Linked DNA regions of Sus scrofa: region 1 is linked to region 2. The links are chromatin contacts, called in public HiChIP or PLAC-seq maps. All regions are on one chromosome and are shown on one strand. The core of a region is the stretch at or near the end of the contact, and the rest is flanking DNA. Distances in the headings are between cores, read along the strand shown. Region 1 holds the start of SIN3A (paired amphipathic helix protein Sin3a). Region 2 holds the start of PTPN9 (tyrosine-protein phosphatase non-receptor type 9).

Region 1 (6,192 bases), core at 2,408-4,907, 94 kb after region 2:
TTGAGCTTTTCCCCTTGAACCTATAAGGTGCTTCAGGCTGAAGGTGGAAAGCAGGCCTCAGATGCCCATCATTTGGATATCCCCAAACTGGCAGTGGTTTTCTCCAGCTAGCAGAGGTTCTATCATCAGGGCACTGGCATTGACACCTTTTTGGCAGAGCCACTAAAGTACAGGCCCTAAATATCTCTCAATCACCATCTACCATAAGCACCCTAAAGAACTGTTGATTGAGGGTGTGTATGTGTGATGCCTGTAAGGCAGGGGTCAGAAGGTGTGATAATTTCAAGTATATGTGTTTTGAGTTGAGGACAAATATATATGATTGGGAGATAAATTGCTTCTTTGAGAATAATTTTTTGGGAAAGGACCAGTAATCATTTAGAACTATCTAGGGATAAACTGTTCTTAGAGTTAGGGAGAGAGGAAGAGTGGAGCAAGAGGGGAAGTTGTTTTTCTCCAGAAGCCCCAACTTGGATCATGGGTCCTAGTGTGTATAGAGGCAGGATGTGGTGGAATGGACAAAGCTCAGACAGATTCACCTTAGCAACTTGGCTTGAGCAAATCACTCTACTACCTCGAGCCTCAGTTTGCTCAACTACAGATGCAGTAATCCCTAGCTCACAAAGAGAGGACTCCTGGGAATCAGAATCTGGCTTCCCCATGTGACTTCTCCAAAGAAGCCCCTCACCCAGATCTGTTCACTCTTTGGTTCTCACTGATAAGGTAGGGTTGGGGTGGGCCAATGTCTCCAATCAAATACTTAATTTCCCAGAGTCTGGGAGAGGCTGTGCTATGCAGGCATAAATGTACCAAGTCAGAAACCATCACTGGACCCCTTCCAAGGTCCAGTGACTCTGATTCCTGGGGGCTCAGAGGTGAATTAGAGTTGCTGCCCTTGAGGTGCTCAGTCCAGGGGACATTCGGGAGGGGATTTCCATCAGGGTGGTGCACTTACCCTCCCAAGAGGGTAAGGAGTGTCAGCAAAGTCTGGTTCTCTGAGTCTAGTATCCTAGTTGCACATGCTCCATAGGCAACTTCATTCACAATATACTCCCTGCAGTCCAGGCTTACAGTCAAGTGCTTGAGCCTTTGGCCTTCACAGAAGTTCAGCCTTACTAGGTGTATTAAAGTGCCTATTTATCATCACATGTGATCTTCATAATAGGGTAAGGATTCCATGTTATCCTCTTATACAGGACATGAAGCTGATGCACAGATAATAAGAAGACTAAATGGAAACCATGGGACTCAACTTCCAGACTAATGTTCTTTCTGCTTTCTACCACTCTGCCTTGCCTTATCTCACAATCACACAGTATCTGTTTAGCCTTCATTTAAGACATAGCCTCTTGGGAAATAGAGGACAAATATGAGATGGAGCTCCAGACATTGGATCTCTATTCTGATAAAGAAAAACTTGGTCTTTGGAGTTTCTGCTGTGGCACAACAGGATTGACGGCACCTCTGCAGCGCCAGGATGCAGATTCGCCCTCCAGCCTGGCACAGTGGGTTAAAGAATCTGGCCTTGCCACAGCTGCAGTGTAGGTCATAACTGAGGCTTCGATCTGATTTCTGGCCCAGGAATTCCATATGCCGCAGGCGGCCAGAAAAAAAGCACCCCCCCTCCCCCAAACAAACAAAAGACTTGGCCTCTACTCTACAGAGCCCCAATCTGATAATGAACCTCAACCTCCATGGCCCTGCCAGGTGTTGGGCCTTCCACTGAATAATTTTCGCCTCCTGGACTTTCTCCCTCTACACTCTCCCTTAGTGATTCCATCAACCAAGCTACCACCCAAATTCTAGTCCTCTGAGATGACTCACTTCCCTCCCCAAATCAGTATTTCTACCCACCTGCCCTTTCTCCTTAGTGGCAAGCCTCCCTCCCCATTAGACCCCCATCCTATGGACTCTGAGTGAAGTAAGTGTCCTTAGAGCCTGTCTTTCTACAGGCACCTGAGGCTCTATTTCACAGGGAGGAAGGGACTTGTCTAAAGGTATTCTACCAAGTCATTAGTGGTGATCAATCTAGAACCCAGATTACTGAACCATTAGCCTCAAGGTCTTCTACCTTTTCACGCACCAGGTCACTGCCACTGACTCTTCCTTTCCCTCCATTACCCACACTGAATCGGTCACCCAGTAGTCTTCAGTCTTTCTCAACCACATCTCTCTGGTTTTATTTTTACTAAAAAAATTTCTTTTCGGCTACAGCCATGCATGTGGAAGTTCCTGGGCCAGGGACTGACTCCTATACTGCGGCCGCAGCAATGCTGGATCCTTTAACCCACTGTACTTACAGGGGATTGAACCAGTGTCTCCACAGCACCCAAGCCACTGCAGTTCTCCATTTGTATTCTTGCTTACCCATAGCCACAGCCCTGGTCAAGTCCTCGTTACATCTCACCTGAATTGTTGGGATAGCCTAACTGGCAGCAGACTCCCATTCTGCTCACAGGACTTTAAGGCCCTTCACTTTCTGCACATTCTACATCATTCACATGAATTACCTGGATCCATCAATCAATAAGTCTTTCTTCCTCACCCACTGTGTACCCTGGCCCCAGGCTTGGTGATATGTGGGGTAGCCTCTGTCCCTGCTACCCCTGCCAAAACTCTTTTGGTGTAAAGTTATGACAAAAACACTACAAATGATTCACAGAGGCATGTGAGGCAGAGTTTTGATGTGAGGACTGCTGATAGGGAAGGGTTTCTGGATTGGGGGCTTGGAGAGAGATGAAACCTCTTGGCTCTCTCCACCCACCCCTCCCACCAGAATATGTAACTCTGTAATCTCCAAACCCATTATTACAACAGCCTTTCTGCTTCACTTTCCTGCCTGCAGGCACGCTTCATTCAACCTACCCTCAGAATCCATCCAGCTGCTGGGATGTTGAGCATCTTAAACCATAGTTTTGGGCCCGTGATTTTGTGACCAGTCATGTTGCTTGCACATTCTGCTGTGCAAGCCTGAGAATTTTAACAAGGTAGTATAGTGTTCTGTTCTCTGACTCCATCTTTCCAAACCTGATTTTCATGACTACAGCCACACTTTTAGTGTTTCTTAATATTTTGCATTCACCTCTATGTGTCCTTTGCTGAAAATGACTTGCCCCTCCACTTCCGCCTGATGAAATCTTTAAGACCCAACTTGCGTGCCACCTCCTCCAGGAAGACTTTACCACTTTTCCTCAGAAAGAAGCTCCTTGCTCCGAGATTCTGTGGATGTCTATTTATATATACATTTCTGCATTGCCTTAGTTCTTTCTGTAGCATCTCCTCAGGTAGATAGATCTGGAGTCCTTGGATAGTGCAGAGTGAGCATCTCATTCAGTCTCTGTAATCGCACCCAAGCAGCAGGTGCGGTATGACTCTGTCTGCCTCACCCCAGAAAGTGCTCAGGCAAGTGCCTGTTGCCCGGAACATACGACTTTCCAATTACACCGTTCATTTTTAGGCAGTCGCCTAACAGAAAATGGGCCGTCCACGGTTAGGTTACACAGCCAGGGGAGTCGGGACATTGCAGCCAGTCGCTAGGGTATCCCTACCCGCCTCCCTCTGCTCAGTTCCAAATGGGGTGTGTGTGTGAAGGAAGTAGGGGCTGGGTAGCCCGGCTAGCTCCTCCTCCGTGTCCACCCAGAGGATCTCCGAGTCACAGTAGGTCTCCTTCCAGTCCAAAGGCCTCAAGAAATTCGAAGCGGCGGTACCTTCGATATAGGGTCCTCTGTCACAGATGCGGCTCACACTCACGGATACTTTAATCTATTTATTTGGATTTTTTTTTGGAGGGAGGGGGCGTTCAATGAAGGGGAAGAGGTGGAGCAAGGCGGGGAGGCGGGCCCAGGATGACTGACGAGAGCAGCGGGGAGCCAATGGCCCGTGGGGGGCGTTCCCCCCCATTCAGGACTCCTCGCCTGGCTCGGAAGGTATGTTAAACAGCTGCTTTTAATTTGGTCTCCCCAATCTTGGGCGTTTTGGGGGGCTAGTTCACCAGCCGGTCGCTTCGGCCAGTGCGCCCTGGTACCGGCGCAACGGGTCCTGGGACGGAGCTAGGGGAGCTTGGAGTCCGGCGGCCGAGGGAGGCGAGGGGCAGGCCAGGAAGGAGAGCTCTTGGCGCCGCCCGCTCGCCAGTGTGTTTCCAAGCCCGGCCGGATCCGTGGGGAGGGGGTCGGCCCGGCCTGGGGTCGCCAGTGTGCCGGCCGTGCTGCCTAGTTTATTTCACCGAGCGGCCGGTTTCGGTAGGTTTCGGCGGCGAACTGGGTAAGGTGCCAGCAGGAGGAGATCCTCCTCGCTCCTGGAATGCCTTAAAAAATTATTGTAAAGAAGAAAAAAGGGGAGATTCCGTACACCGACTGGAACCAGGCCTGGGCTGCGGCGCGCGGGCTCGGCAGGGGGCGGCGGCCTGAGCCCGGCTGGCCGGGCCCACTGAGTCCGCGGCGCCCGGAGTTGGTCGAGAGCTGGAGTTAGCAAGGGAGCCGGGGCCCGTGGCTTTCCCCGCTAACGACGCTGGGCGAAGGCGGCAGCCGCCCGAGGGTTTTGTTTCTGTCTGCAAACTTGTCCGAGGGGGCGGTGGGCGCGCTCAGGAGAGGCGCGGGTGCCTAGGGCCCGCGGTTGTTATGGACTCTGGGGGCGGGGGCAACGCCGGACTTGCGGGAGGGGCAGCCGGGGGAAGCCACCGGAAAGAGCCCCCGCACCTCGGCACTAGCCCCATGCGCCGGTCTGGGTTCTCCGAACTCCCGGGCCGTGGCAGTAGAGCCAGCATTCGGCGCCGGAACACGGCCCGGGGGTGTGGAAAACCTCCAGGAACTCGGCGGCTTCGACTCACGGCCCCAGCTGATCCCCTTGCAAACATGGAGCTGCCTCCTTCCCCGCCCACCCCAAGGCGGCGGCAGCTCCCTTCCCATCCCCCGGTCGTGCTCCTCGCTTGCGGATGGGGTGGAGGCGGGGACGCAGGCGTGTGAGCGCGCCCACGAGGGGGTGGCCTGAAAGGGGCAGTGAAGGTCGGAAACTGGGAAAACAGTCTCCACGCTCAGAATCGGGAAAAGGAAATGCATCAGCGTGCGGGGAGGGGCGCGGGGGGCGCGCCTGTCAGCCGGGATGGCGGCCGCGGGTTGGGAGGCGGGGCGCCGGCGCGAAACGCCGAAGTCGGGCGGGGCGACGCCGCGAGAGGGGGCGCAGGGGCCCGGGCCCACGGAACGCTAGGCTGCCCCTGCCTCCACTCCTTGGCCTACCCTGTTTACTATCTACTCCCGCGACGGCTTGTGCAACCGGCTGGGAGCGGAGCTGAGGGGCGGGGCCTTTCTCTCTCTCTCTTCCACCCATCTCGGGCTCCTCAAGAGGGCCCGCCTTCTCTTGTCTTCCACTGGCTGGGAGAGACTCCCTTTTTTCCTTCTCGGTTGTTGATTGGATGACATTCTCCCGAGCTCCGCCTATCGGAGGCCGGGCTGGAGTTTAAGTTGCTAGGATTTTTTTCCATGAAGGGCGGAGGGAGGATTCCTGCGGCTTACGTGAGGCGCAAGGTCCCGCCCCTACTCCTGATTGGTGGCATATATAGCCCCTCCTCCTCCGGCGGATCGAGCTAGGAGGGGGAAGTCCACCCTGTTCCCCGCCCCCTCCCTAGCGTGTGTGCGCGCTCAGCACATGTGTGAGGCCCGCCTTGCTCCTTCGAACTGTCCTCCCGCCCGGAAGTCCCGGGCTTGAAGCCCTAGGCAAGGGGGGCGGGGAGAGCCAAGAAGGCACACAATGATTCCTCCAAGCCTCGAGATCTGGTAGACTTTACGATGAAGTTAGTGTTTTACGGCGTAGAGTGAATTTGGGGGGCTTAGCTTCCGGGATTGTGCAGGATTTGGGAGGAGGGAGGGGGTCTGCCCTTCTCGGCCAAGTATTAAATTTCTGACACTGTGGCCTGGTTATTCCCGCGACTCTCGACTTCTAGGAGATCGTCCTAAGCTTAAGCTTCAGAATGCTGCGGACGCTGGCAGTGTTTTCTTCTCAGCGCAAAGCAGCTGCTGACCTTATTTGGCTTTATTAAAACTCTGAGCAACCTAGGATTGGCCTGGACACCTTAGGCAAGACCCCGCGCAGCTCACCCCCTCTTGACAGAGGAGTCGAGGGCGGCCCGATTCGGCTTGGGTTCCAAGTGGTTTTTGATGTCCATGTGGGAGCACCGTGTGCCACCCAGTCTAGGGAGCA
Region 2 (5,920 bases), core at 3,408-5,907:
AGGTAAGTAACAGGCCCTAAAGTATTGAGTAATAGGGGAAATGTTGTTTCCAAGGGGTAAGTTTTTTTTTTTGTTTTTTGTTTTTTGTCTTTTTTTGCTATTTCTTGGGCTGCTCCCTTGGCATATGGGGGTTCCCAGGCTAGGGGTCGAATCGGAGCCATAGCCACCAGCCTACGCCAGAGCCACAGCAACTCGGGATCCGAGCCGCGTCTGCAACCTACACCACAGCTCACGGCAACGCCGGATCGTTCACCCACTAAACAAGGCCAGGGACGGAACCCGCAACCTCATGGTTCCTAGTTGGATTCCTTAACCACTGCACCACGATGGGAACTCCCAAGGGGTAAGATTTTTCACCTTCCTTACATAGCTCACTTCAGCCATCCTAGTGATTACAGATTTGGCCTATGCATAAACAAAAAAATGTTCACCCTTAACAGTGGTTAGTAGTATGACCTTATTTATTCTGTATCAGTCTTTTAGAAAAATAGCAATAAGAATTTTTTTCTCTCGTAGCCAAAGCATGTATATAGCATAACACACGTCTCTTTCATAGGCAGTAGGTGTTTTGGAGCAATAGTTGAGAAGAGCTTTGGATTTTAGAAGTAAAGGTATCTGGGGGGAAAGGTTACAAAATTCTAATCATAGCTTTGGAAATATATCTATTCATAGACCTGAACAAATGTTAAAAAAAAAAAGAGAGGAGAAAATGGTAAGAGAGGTCTCGGAGTTGAGGTGGCTGCCCTCTTGATTTCACTCATTCAGCACGGATTTATGAAAGACCTGCTACTAGGTACTAGGCTCTAGGCACTGAGGGTAAAGGGGCCTACAAGACAGCTATGGTCCTGCCATTCCGGAGCTTATGTTGAGCATGGAAATATGTGCACAATTATAAACCGTGATCAGCTCTCTGATAAAAAATAAGAAGGTACTGGGGGAGCAGTTTAGGGAGTAGTCAAGGAAGATTGTGCTGAGGAAGTGACTTTTGAGCTGAGACCTTAAGGATGAGTCAGATTTGTCTGGTGAAGGAGGTGGGAGGAAGGGCGGATAAGCTTCCTAGACAGAGACCTGAAACCTATGCTTTAAAAGCAAAAAAACAAAAGTACAACCTATAATACCCCTCCCCCCAAGGGTTCTCTCTTTGTAGTTTATTTTCTACTTTCAGATTTCAGTTCATGTTAATTTAATAAAAACGTGATTTTTGTCTCTCACCTATACTCCCCCAACCCTACCCTAGCCTTCCTTCTGAGGCCCTGCAGCCAAGCATTCAAAAATCCAAGGCTATGTCAATACATATCCATTTACCTTATGTCTGTTTTCTTTTTCCCTTTCTCAGCTGCACCTGAGGCATATAGAAGTTCCTGGGCCAAGGGTTAAATGCCATCTGCAGCCACTGCAATGCCAGATCCTTAACCTTCTGTTCCAGGGATCAAACCAGTGCTACCACAGAGACAAGCTGGATCATTAACCCACTGTACCACAGCTGGAACTCCCTTCATTTTTTTTTTTTTTTTTGTCTTTTTGCCTTTTCTAGGGCTGCTCCCATGGCACGTGGATGTTCCCAGGCTAGGGGTCTAATCGGAGCTACAGCTGCTGGCCTACACCACAGCCTCAGCAACGAGGGATCTGAGCCATGTCTGCAATTTACACCACAGCTCACGGCAACGCCGGATCCTTAACCCACTGAGCAAGGCCAGGGATCCAACCCACAACCTCATCGTTCCTAGTCGGATTCGTAAAGCACTGAGCCACAATGGGAACTCCTATATTTATTTTTTGAAATCAAAACTTTAGCTATCTCATACTGGTGATGGTGAGATTAGATGAAAGTCATTTAGAGCAGTATCTGGCATACAGTAAGGATACAATAAATGTGAACTTATTATTTCAGTGTATGTGTCCATTATAATTTATTTACTGAGTTTTCTATTGATGAGCCTTTATATTGTTTCTAATCTCTGTATTACAAACCTGTTTCAAAGTCTCAGGTCTGACTGGGAATCATAATCGTACGGTATCATACTTGATTTTGCTCGTTTGAGCCTGCAGTTAAAAGCAGGCCTATTTTTTTTTTCTTTTTTCTTTTTTAGGGTCGCACCAGAGGCATATGGAAGTTCCCAGGACAGGGGTCGAATCAGAGCTACAGCTACCGGCCTACATCACAGCCACAGCAACTTGGGATCCTAGCCGTGTATGCAACTTCCACCACAGCTCACGCCAACGCAGGATCCTTAACCCACTGAGCGAGACCATGGATCATACCCGCATCCTCATGGATACTCGTCAGGTTCTTTAACTGCTAAGCCATGAAGGGAACTCCAAGGGCAGGCCTTTGTACTCTGATTTTCCTCTGATTTGCTACTCAGAGCAAATCCAGCCAGCTGCCTCGCACTTGGTTCTGTTCCCTACATCTCTGCTCAGAAACTTCCAAACATTGTCCTATTAGGACTGTGATAGGCCACAGTTCCGGAAAACTTCCCTTACACACCCACACGCCCACACACACAGCTGTGCCTCTGAAAACACTGAGTTCTCTCTCCCAGCACACTCTGTTAAGTCTCTCCCTTTTAAAATTGTCCTAACCTGATACCTGCACTAGGAGTCAGTTCTAGCTCAATACAAATTAATGAGCTGTGTGACCTTTAGATAATCACTGACCCCTGCTGTCCTGAGGCCCACTGGACAAAACGAGTGTAAAAAATGTAAATATAAATGTAAGAAACTCCATCTTTTTGTGTTCAATCAGTGGTTTGTACTACTAAGGTTCTGCCATTTCTTACTCCAGCTTGGTCCTATAGCCATTTGCCTGCTTAGGAAGAAAAACCATATACACACACACACACACACACACATATACATATATATATACACACACACATATATACATATATATACACACACACACACACACACATATATACACACACATATATATACACGTAGTTTTTCAGGGCCATACCTGTGGGATATGGAAGTTCCCAGGCTAGGTGTCGAATCACAGCTGCAGCTGCTGTCCTACTCCACAGCCACAGCAATGCCATATCCAAGCTGCCTCTGCGACCTGCACCGCAGCTCGCAGCAACGCCAGATCCTTAACTCACTAATCGGGGCCAGGGATCGAACCCACGTTCATGGCTACTAGTTGAGTTCATTACCACTGAGCCACAACGGGAACTCCTATATATTTTTTTAAGTTACTATTTAACATTTTTTTGGGGGAAAAGGTTATATGTCCACGTGCAGAATTTAAACACACACACACACACACACAATGTTTGTTAGCAGCAAAGACAGTGGTAATGAGAATAGTTACTTGGAGGGGACATGAGGGCTTTGGTAAGTTGGGAATGTCCTATTTATTGATCTATGTGCTGGGTACATGGGCGTGCTCAGTTTATGAAATTTGTCATACTGTATACATATTGTCACTATTCTGTATGTACATTATACTTCAATAAAAAGTTTTAAAAGAAACTTAAAATGTACAATTGACCATATAGGGAAAAGTCTCTCTCTCCCTTAGGTTCTCTCTCTTTCTGGGAGACAACCACTACCATCTTTCTTATGTATCCCCTCAAAGCTCTTTTATATATAAATAAATTTAAAAACACATACTCATTTTTTTTCCTTTATAAGGATGACAGCCTATTATGCACACTATTTGAGTTTTGTTTTTTTTCACTTCACACCACAGCTCACCGCAACGCCAGATCCTTAACCCACTGAGCAAGGCCAGGGATCCTTAACCCACTGAGCAAGGCCAGGGATCAAACCCGCAACCTCATGGTTCCTGGTCGGATTCGTTAACCACTGAGCCAAGACGGGAACTCCAGAAATTGCTTTTAAAGTCCCAGAAGGAGCATCAGAACTCACAGCATCTTCCTCAGTTGTCTTAAGACCCCTCCCATGGGCCTCTCTCTGTGAGTTCTCCAGGCTTCAGCTCTTGGAACTAGCTGTGGCACTCACTTGTTAGTTGGATCCCTTTTGGAATATTTAGTTTTGGTCTGGAATGATGCAAAAACGTGCCAGACCTAGTCCTCCTTTTCCTCTGTCCCCTCCACCCCCAAACTGACTCCCAAGACTGTATCCTGTAAGACTCCCAAGCTCTTTGCTGCACTTGCCTTCGCGAAAAGCAAAGGCTTGCAAAAACTCCGTGATTCTTGAAAGTGGTTTGAAATCAGATGCTGTTTTTGTGAGGGACTAAAATTAGCCACACTGGTGATGGATTACAGGATACAGCCAGCAAGGAGAGAGCGAGCTGGGGCCGCGAGCAACCAGCTAGCAGGGTCTGTTCCTTCCACCTGCGCATCCTGGACCTCACAAGCAACCATTCCAGGGGTTTTCAGTTCGCAAATGACATGGAAATAGATGAAGGTTGTGGGTTCCTCGTACCTAAGTGGTAGAGCAAGTAACCCCAGGCCAGGTTCCCGTTAGCACCTAGTTTTCAAACACATGTATTCTCTTCCTCCTCCAGGGAGCTTAACGTCATGAAACCCGCACCCCTTTCTTCCTTTTTCTCACTCTCCGCGGTCCAGAGTCGCCGGAGCCCCTCCCCCGCCCTAGTTCCTCTGGATCTCCCCTCCCCCCCGCCGGCCTCCCCCGCCCCCTCCTCTCCGAGGGCCTCTGCTCGAGCTCCGCTGCCCCCGCCCCCCGGGCTCCTCTCTGTCTCCCCCTCCCGGACGTGGCCGCGCTCGGCCGGGCCCTCCTCGCCGCCTGTTTGTGAATGAGACGCTCAGTTTCTCAATGGAGCCGCGGGGGGCTCGGGCGGACGCGGTGGGGCCGCGGGGCTGGCCGTGAGCCCGGAGGGGGGCGCGTTTCCCCCGCTCCCTCCCTCTCTCCCTCCCTCTCGCCACACGGCTTTAGAGGAACGGGGCTGAGAGGCCGGGGCGCTGGTCGCAGGGCCCCGCATCCCCGAAGACTCCTCGTCACCTTCTGGAGGAGTCGGAGCGCCGCGGAGGAAGGTGGACGCGGAGGAGGCCGGCGGCCTTCGGCAAATTTCCCCCGCGGCCCTTGCTCTGGCCTTAGAAACTTCTTGATTCCACATTTCCCTTTTTAATTCCGATTAGCTCCTTGCCTGCTCTATTCCCCCCCCCCTTCCCCGGGATAGGAGGGGGAGTGTGAGGAAAGGAACGAAGAAAATAAAAAAGGATTTCCGCCCAGAAGAGAGCGACAGTTCGGAGAGCTTTTTCTTAAGGAAACAGAAGCGGCGTTTGCGGCCGTTGCGGGCGCCGGACCCTGCCGGCCCAGCCATGCGCAAGCCGGCCCGGGGCTGCTGAGGCGCGGGGACGCGGAAGCGGAGGCCCACCGCACCGGGCTCCCTGCGCTCCCGGGCGAGTTCTGTCCGCCGGGCGGCGGCGGCGGCGGCGGCGGGATGGAGCCCGCGACCGCGCCCCAGCCCGACATGGCGCCGGAGCTGACCCCAGAGGAGGAGCAGGTAAGCGGGGCTGCGGCCGCGCGGTGGGTGTGTCCGGACCCCCGAGGCCTAGCCCGGCCGCGCTCTTCGCGGCTCCAGGTCCGCGGTGGCCTCCCCCGAGCCCCCCGGCGGCCGCGCCCCAGGCCGTCATCCCCCGAAGCGGGGAGGCTGCCGGCCTCTGCTCCCGCCCACGGCCGCTCCTGTTTGCTGCTCTGGTGCCGCATATTGCCCTCTCCTCCTATTCGGCGGTGATTAAAGTTCTCGAATTGGGAAGCTTCCCTTTACCTCTGCCCCCCCCCCCCCCAATGTTTGCAGAACACCTACTTTGCCTCCGGCCTTACACCCCTCTACGTATTTTGCTTCATTCCATGAGGGTTTGTGGTTTTCTAAGGGCAGGAAAAGCCCCACTTGGGGGGCCGGTTCCTGTGAGGACTGTCTCCCCTTCCCAGGACAGTGATAGGCACTGAGTCCATAGATGCCCTAGATTTTCACATGAGCCCCTCGGGC

The links. HiChIP or PLAC-seq counts read pairs in DNA pulled down with a chosen protein or histone mark.
Region 1: an H3K27ac HiChIP or PLAC-seq map of skeletal muscle shows a contact between it and region 2. The contact joins the promoter of SIN3A here to the promoter of PTPN9 in region 2. A contact is called at or near these places in 6 of 47 Hi-C or Micro-C datasets (blood, epiblast stem cells, heart right ventricle and 2 more) and 2 of 2 datasets of contacts at active chromatin or transcription factors (alveolar macrophages and skeletal muscle).

Annotation. Positions count from the first base shown.
Region 1 is chr7:58,168,164-58,174,355 of Sscrofa11.1, forward strand. SIN3A (paired amphipathic helix protein Sin3a) reads left to right here and starts at 3,658. Exons shown (of 23, transcript XM_021099023.1): 1 at 3,658-3,926.
Region 2 is chr7:58,073,519-58,079,438 of Sscrofa11.1, forward strand. PTPN9 (tyrosine-protein phosphatase non-receptor type 9) reads left to right here and starts at 4,658. Exons shown (of 13, transcript XM_003128481.4): 1 at 4,658-5,434. The coding sequence starts at 5,372.